Linked DNA regions of Mus musculus: region 2 is linked to region 1. A link is a contact called in public promoter capture Hi-C data. All regions are on one chromosome and are shown on one strand. The core of a region is the stretch at or near the end of the contact, and the rest is flanking DNA. Distances in the headings are between cores, read along the strand shown. Region 1 holds the start of Nfxl1 (nuclear transcription factor, X-box binding-like 1). Region 2 holds the start of Guf1 (GUF1 homolog, GTPase).

Evidence for each region. Promoter capture Hi-C pulls out the DNA fragments that hold promoters and counts their contacts.
Region 2: a contact with region 1 is called in a promoter capture Hi-C map of pre-B cells. The contact joins the promoter of Guf1 here to the promoter of Nfxl1 in region 1. A contact is called at or near these places in 16 of 39 promoter capture datasets (the 3T3-L1 cell line, 3T3-L1-derived adipocytes, the C10 cell line and 11 more), 1 of 115 datasets of contacts at active chromatin or transcription factors (astrocytes) and 1 of 9 other capture datasets (adipose tissue).

What each region holds. Positions count from the first base shown.
Region 1 is chr5:72,558,047-72,561,226 of GRCm38.p6, reverse strand. It overlaps Nfxl1 (nuclear transcription factor, X-box binding-like 1), which reads left to right and starts at 1,582. Exons shown (of 23, transcript NM_133921.3): 1 at 1,582-1,638; 2 at 1,959-2,213. The coding sequence starts at 1,961.
Region 2 is chr5:69,555,424-69,558,905 of GRCm38.p6, reverse strand. Guf1 (GUF1 homolog, GTPase) reads right to left here and starts at 1,982. Exons shown (of 17, transcript NM_172711.3): 1 at 1,741-1,982; 2 at 610-721; 3 at 316-464; 4 at 1-59. The coding sequence starts at 1,851.

The sequences.
Region 1 (3,180 bases), core at 333-2,832:
TCATTACAAAGGCCGAGGAGTAACTAGTTTCCACGTGGCTTATCAGGACATTGCAGATGCAGAACATTAAAGAGAATTACACAATCATCATATGTCTAAGAGAGGAGGCCAGGAGTCACTTTACCTAGTTGCAACCCAGGCCCTGCTGGAGTGTTGAAAAAGATTTTTTTGGTGTCATTTATTTATTAAAAATTGGTTTCAATGATGAGACTCCACATGTTATTAAACAGGTATGTAAAAGAAAAGGAAGGAATGCTTGTTTGAAGCTCTCGATAAATATTAGAATAGTTTATAACTAATGTTTGGAGGACTGGAGGGAATGTGTTCTCAGGAAGGTTTAGTATGGAGATTTGGACAATGTGCTAACGCAGATCTGTGCTACACACCAAGGTTCTATGAGGGTCTCCTTATCATCAGCCACCTCAATATTCCCTCGACATTTACTGGTTTTGGATGAATTATAGGCCATGATGTAATACCTATGTACAAGAAATTAAAAACATGATAGAATTAAAGCTTAGTTTCAGCACAATTACCTCTCTATGCTTTAGTTTTCCCAGTGGTAAAATTGGAATGATAAATAAGGTTATTTTGAATAAAAAAAAATATTGACACAATGGACATGATGATGAAGGCCTGGAGCCCCAACAACTTCTAAGGCTGTGGTGAGAGAATCATGAGTTCAAGAACAGCCTAGATAATATTAAAAAAACTCATCTCAATAAATTATAAGTGTAAAACTTTGTATATGTGCAAACACACACACACACACAGACACACACACATATATATGTAAATATTTTGTACACTCCTGGACACATTGAATGGCATCTAAATATATTTGTGGTAAATGTTGGGAAATTAACTAAGCTGAAGGGTAATTTAAGGATTGTATAACTTCAAATATCAACAAAAATTCAGCTCATTTTCCAAGAGACCACTAAATGAATTTCTGCAATCTATACGTAAAGATTAGCTGCTGGCTTTCAGTTATTTTCCTTAATGAATCTACTGGAGGGAGCAGCCTTGAAAGGAAAAGAAGCAGTCTCTAAGGGAAAGCTTGTTTTAAAGTATAAAAGGTGGTTAATACTAGGGGCTAGATTTCATTGTGAGTTCTGAAAGCTTTCTCCACTCAAACCATTTTTTCCTACAATGCTCCCGTGGCTCTTCTGATCCTGCTCCCCATGGCGTCTTCTGTTTTCTAAGTACTTCCTGGACGAGGACCTGCCTGCTACCTGCAAGCAGCAAGACTATGGCGAGAACAACTGTTTGTGAATTTTGCCCTCTCTGAATCCTGAAACCTCGCGTATTTCCTGGGAGCAGCCGCCAGTAGCAGCATGCTCCCGGCACGCCCACCAACGGAGGCGTCTACTTTTCATGAGCCTCGGAACACTCTGGGAAATGTAGTTCCCCAAAGGCCGCGAACGACCGCGCATGCGCACTGAGCATTCCTTCGTCTCTTCCGGGAAAAAAAAAAAAAAAAAAAAAAGCTGCCTCGCTGCCACGCATTCTGCGGTCCGCGGGCGGAGGCTTCTGGGAGTTGTAGTCCCTGGCGGTGGGCGCCGTCGGTAAGGAGACGTAGCTTTTCGGTGCGGTCCACTTCAGCAGTTGGTTCCCGGCCGCGGCCGCGGCCGCACGGTCAGTTCGCGTTTCTGTGCCTACCGCACTTCTCCTGAGGCTGAGGAGAATTTCCCGTGGCTGGGTTTTTCCTGTCCCGGGTGGGCTCCTCGTGGCTCCGTGCTTCTTTTCTGCCCTCCGTCTTTTCCCTCCTCGCCCGTCGCTCGAGCCTGGGCTTGGCGGGACTCGCCCTCGGGAGACACAGGGCCGCAACCTCCTCAGACCCGGGTCTCCGTGTCGCGGGGTCCGTCCGCACCCAGCCTGACCCTGCGGTCCCTCGGCAGCCGCCTCCATCCTCGGACGCCCGTTCACGCTCCTTCTCCTTTATCTCTCCGCTGCAGGGATGGACGCTCCCTGGCGCCAGGTGGCCGCTGGCCGAGGCCGAGCCCGAGGACGGGCCACCGCAGTGCCCCTCTCAGGAAATGGAGTCCCTTTTGGTGGCGCTGGAGGAGGGCGAGCCAAAGGGTCTGGGGGCGCGGTGTCTTCGGGCCCCGGCCCCGGGGGAGCAGCAGCTCTGGCCCCTGCGGGTCGCGGGCAGCGCTCAGCTGGAGGCGAAGCCCCGCAGCCCCCGGGGGCCCGGGGTGAGGATGGCTCAGGTGAGGATGGCTCGGGTCTCCCGCCCCACCAAACTCCCCAAGTCACTTCCCTACTTATCGCTGGCTGCCAGGGCCCTCCAAGTCTCTCATTCACTTTTTAACAGCTCCCGGAGTTTAGTCTCAGGGAACCGTCTCCATTCAGGCAGATTTTCATCTCATCGCTTGCATCCTCATTTTAATTGATAATTGCCTTTGTTAGTCACTTTCTTCAATTGTGTGCAGCTGATTTGGTTAACTCAGTAAATGGATCGCCAGAGTTTGTTTTCTTTTATAATCTAAGATGTTTAACATCTGTCGTAAAATAGGACCTTGTGCTTTCGCATCTGTGTGTATGGTAACAGCAAGCTAGGCTAAGGTCTCAGAATTCCATTTACGAACAGATTGGGAACTCCATTCTTCATTAATCAACTCGACTTTCAAGACCAGTTGTTGATAGCCATCTTTCCCAGGCTACCTGACTTTTTGGACCCTGTAAGCGTTTTGGTTGTTGTTTTTAACTGATCCCAGTGCAGAAATTCCATGTCTTTCCATGATGTATCAGGTGTTGCCACGATGGATTTGCCAATAGCCTTGGTCCAAGATCTTTTAGGGCGACGTTGAGAGTGTTTATACATAACACTCCAGATAAAAGAGAGTGGTCCCTGAAAGTGTTTTGTGTTTGGAAGGTATTTTTTCAGAAGAGGTTTAAAATTTTTATTTCTGAAATTATAGTAGAATTGCATCAGTTCTCCCTTCCTGCTAGGAGCAAAATTGAGTCTCTGCGTGGGGTTTCCCAGGGTAACTTGAAAGTTAGTTTGCGTTGATTTTGCTGGCAATTGGTCAGTTAATCATAGAGGTGCAGTGTGCTATTTAGAGACCTATGAACAAGTTGGTAAGCTGGCTTGGGTTTTGTGGATAGTAGGAAAGCAAGCATTCTCTACATAGTATATAGTATATAGTATATAGTATATAGTATATAGTATATAGT
Region 2 (3,482 bases), core at 733-3,232, 3.0 Mb after region 1:
AAAACACCTTGGCATGCAGACAGTGACCTGGACACTTCATAACTAAAATCAACGTGGCCCTAAAATGCAAATATGGGTACCTTTAAGTATCAGCTACATATTTAAAAGGAACTGCTAGTCTACTGATATGACGAAAAAAATAATAATAAAATGTGATTTTTGTGAAAACAATGGAAACAAATTATTCTAGCATAAAAACAAAACTAAAAAGAAATCAATGACAGTTGTGCAAAATTTAGCCCTAAATGAAAGAATTTTGATTGCAATACTAACACGGTTAACAAGCAATCTTTGAAGAGACAAGATGAAACTTACTGGTGTGTCGATGAGGTTTAAAAGGTACTGTTTCCCTCCAAAGCTGTAAAACAGAGAGGCTGTCTGCGCCTTCACAGTGATTCCTCTTTCTCGTTCTACTTGTAATTTATCAAGAACCTGCTTGTTTTTCTTCGTCTTATCAATTGTTCCTAGAAATAGAAGCATTTACTAATTTCTCTGGGCTTTAAAACAAAAAAGCATTAAAAACAATTAACAGAAAATATTAAAGATGAATGCCTAAAGGTAAGATATTGCGGTAAAGCTAACTAACCAAGAGCAGAGAAGATAAAATACCTGTTAGCTCCAGGAGCCTGTCAGCTAAAGTGCTTTTGCCATGATCCACATGTGCAATGATACTGAAATTTCTAATGTCTTCAACAGGAAATCTAGACATGTCAGGTTTCTCCTAAGAAGGGAAGGGAATATCACAGTTAAGGGTATAAATTTTCCATAAAACAAAGTACAAATTCAAAGAAAAGTCTTTCCATCGATGGACAACTTCACGTATTGCAGTTTTGTAAGCTCCCCGCTCCCTAATAAAGATGTATGACTAAGCCTAACTACAAAGAACAAATTACAAAATACTTGACAAATATATCAGTTCCATAAACAAAGCTAAATATAAAATCCTTAAGTAATACTTCCTCACATATTGAGCTAATTGCAAATTTACTTTCATGGAGAGTGAAAGCCATATATAAGTCCTCAGGAGTCCAAGAATGCCTTATCAAGCAAAATCTCTTAGACACACCACATACTCCTGGAAATGGGTGTCTGAGCAAAACAGTCTGGGGTGTGAGTGTGTATGTGTGTGTGTGCGCGCGCGCGCTCCCTAGGCATATTCAGTTGATGAAACTGTCATGACTATAACATTTGTTTTAGCTTTCTATTTCTTACTTAGTGTAAGGCAGGTAAGGGTATGGAAAAATTATTCAAACAAAATGTAAAAGCTGCATTGTAGTCCCCCACCACGCATTTAGGACAAAGTGATGCAAACCCGCACGACTTTCGCAAACCCGCTCGACTTTCAAAAACCCTGAACGGTGACGAATACAAGTCCATTTTTCTAACCACAAGTCCCTTGCATGGGACTAAAATACTCCACGCCTTTGCATCCTCCAATCTTTGAAATTTGATAACTATCCCAACGCAGCAAAGAAGCTGCAGGATCGGATGCAAGTCAAGCCAGTTACTCAAGAAACGATAACTAAAACTTCAGGGAAATCGATGCTACAAAGGAGCAGCTTCTCGGAGGTTTTTAGAAATAGCACCCGCTCGTGAGCTACACCAGCCCTAAGCCGAGGAGCTAGCGGGCACGCTTCTGATGCGGGTGAAGCGCAGCCCACGCCGCGCCGGCGAGCAGCCGAGGATGCTCGCCCACCGTGCATGTGCTGAAGCCCTGCACCTTCCCCGGGTGATGGTCACCTTGAGCTCGGCCGCGCTGAAGAGCCTGCAGGCGGCCCTGGGCTCCGAGGCAGCCGCGTGCCGGGCCCCGGCGGCCCACGGCGCGAGAGCCCGCCCCACGAGCGCCCACATGCCTCGGCGGCGGCTCAGGGCCCAACCCGCCACGGAGACCACAAAGCCAGGGTCGCGCTCCGGCCTGAGCTGACACCGAGACCCAGGCCTGACGCGAAGCAAACGCGCCGCCTGCAGGTCGCGCCGCTTATGACGTCGACGCGTCTACGCGGGGGTCGAAAGGTCAGGGATGGGAGAGCTACAGGGACCGCGGGTGATACTGCCGGTCAAGCGCGTGTCCTGGTGTGACAGCCTTGAGAAAGCCACAGTCTAGGCGACCGGAGTCGGGTGTCGCATCACTCTCTGCGCTCACTCCAGCGAATACAATGGACAGGAGACGCCCTTGTGTGTGTGTGTGTGTGTGTGTGTGTGTGTGTGTGTATGTGTGTGCAGCGCAGGCCTCAGATGTGGAATCTCTAAAGTGTGTGTGCTCCACCAGATGGGGAAACAGTTCGAAGTCCCTCTACTCTGGGGCCATCAATGGCTGGGGAGTTCTTTTAAGAGACTTGCAGGAAAAACAAAAAACAAAACAAAACAAAAAACAGTTCATGGCTTCTACGAAGAAAATTATTTCATGCTTAGCCAATATGAAGTATAGATTTATTAATAAAAACAAAATGCATCAAAGGAGAAGGATGCTGGCTTCTCTTTGTCCATACAAAAGCAATTCTCACCTTAAAATAGGTAAGAGAATTTATTCTGGAGGCAAACATACCCATGTTTCCCAGGTTAGGATAACCCATAATTCTATTTTTCAATGAACTTTTTGTAGTGACACAACAACAACAACAACAAAGTCATAGGAAAAAGTATTTTTCAAGTACATTGATAAAACATTGTTACAACACAGCTTAGAACTAGACTTAATAGTATTCAATAGGTTTAAATCTGTGTGTCAGGATATTAAGTCTAGCATTATCTTCTAGTCACAGGATGGATACCTCTCTGTCCTTTAAGGCGTATCCCTTAGTTTTCTACCACCTTTTCTCAAATAGCCAAATTCACTATCCCATCTTCTAGAAAGCCAGGACATGTTTCCTGAACATGGTCTAAACAATTGAGGTGGCTGTAACATTTTTTAACTTCTGCAGTTTCTCAAAAACCTCCTTCAAAATACTAACATATAACTGCCCATCTCTAGACTCTGATTGTCCCTAACATTTATTGGCATGCCTCTCTCAGGACTGTTCCCTTGTCTAACTAACCAATTCAACTTTCTTGTAGTCAAGGACCCTGGTTCAGGTACGACTTGCTGTGACCTGCACAACTTTGGGATTGTCTTGACTGGGGCAGTGGGGAATGAAGAAACAACAGACACATGTACAGAAAAGCTAGGATTGGGTTGGGCTGTGTGTTCTGATGACACACTAGTAGCCTGGAAAATAAGAAGGCTTACATAGGCTAAAGGAGGAGGCAGGTTAGCTAATCTTGATTGTGGTGTCTCTGAAGTGCAGCACTCTAGGTTGTAGTCACTCAGGAGGAAGAAGCTGTAGTTGATAACTTCTTTACATACACTGTCTACATCCTTGTAGGACCTTGGCATTGCCATGGGTCTGAAGCATTGACAGTTGTGAGGTGATCATGTTCATGTTAACAATCTATATTCACTAAGGACTTCATCTGCTTCCCACAGCCTCTGACTATCTACCCAG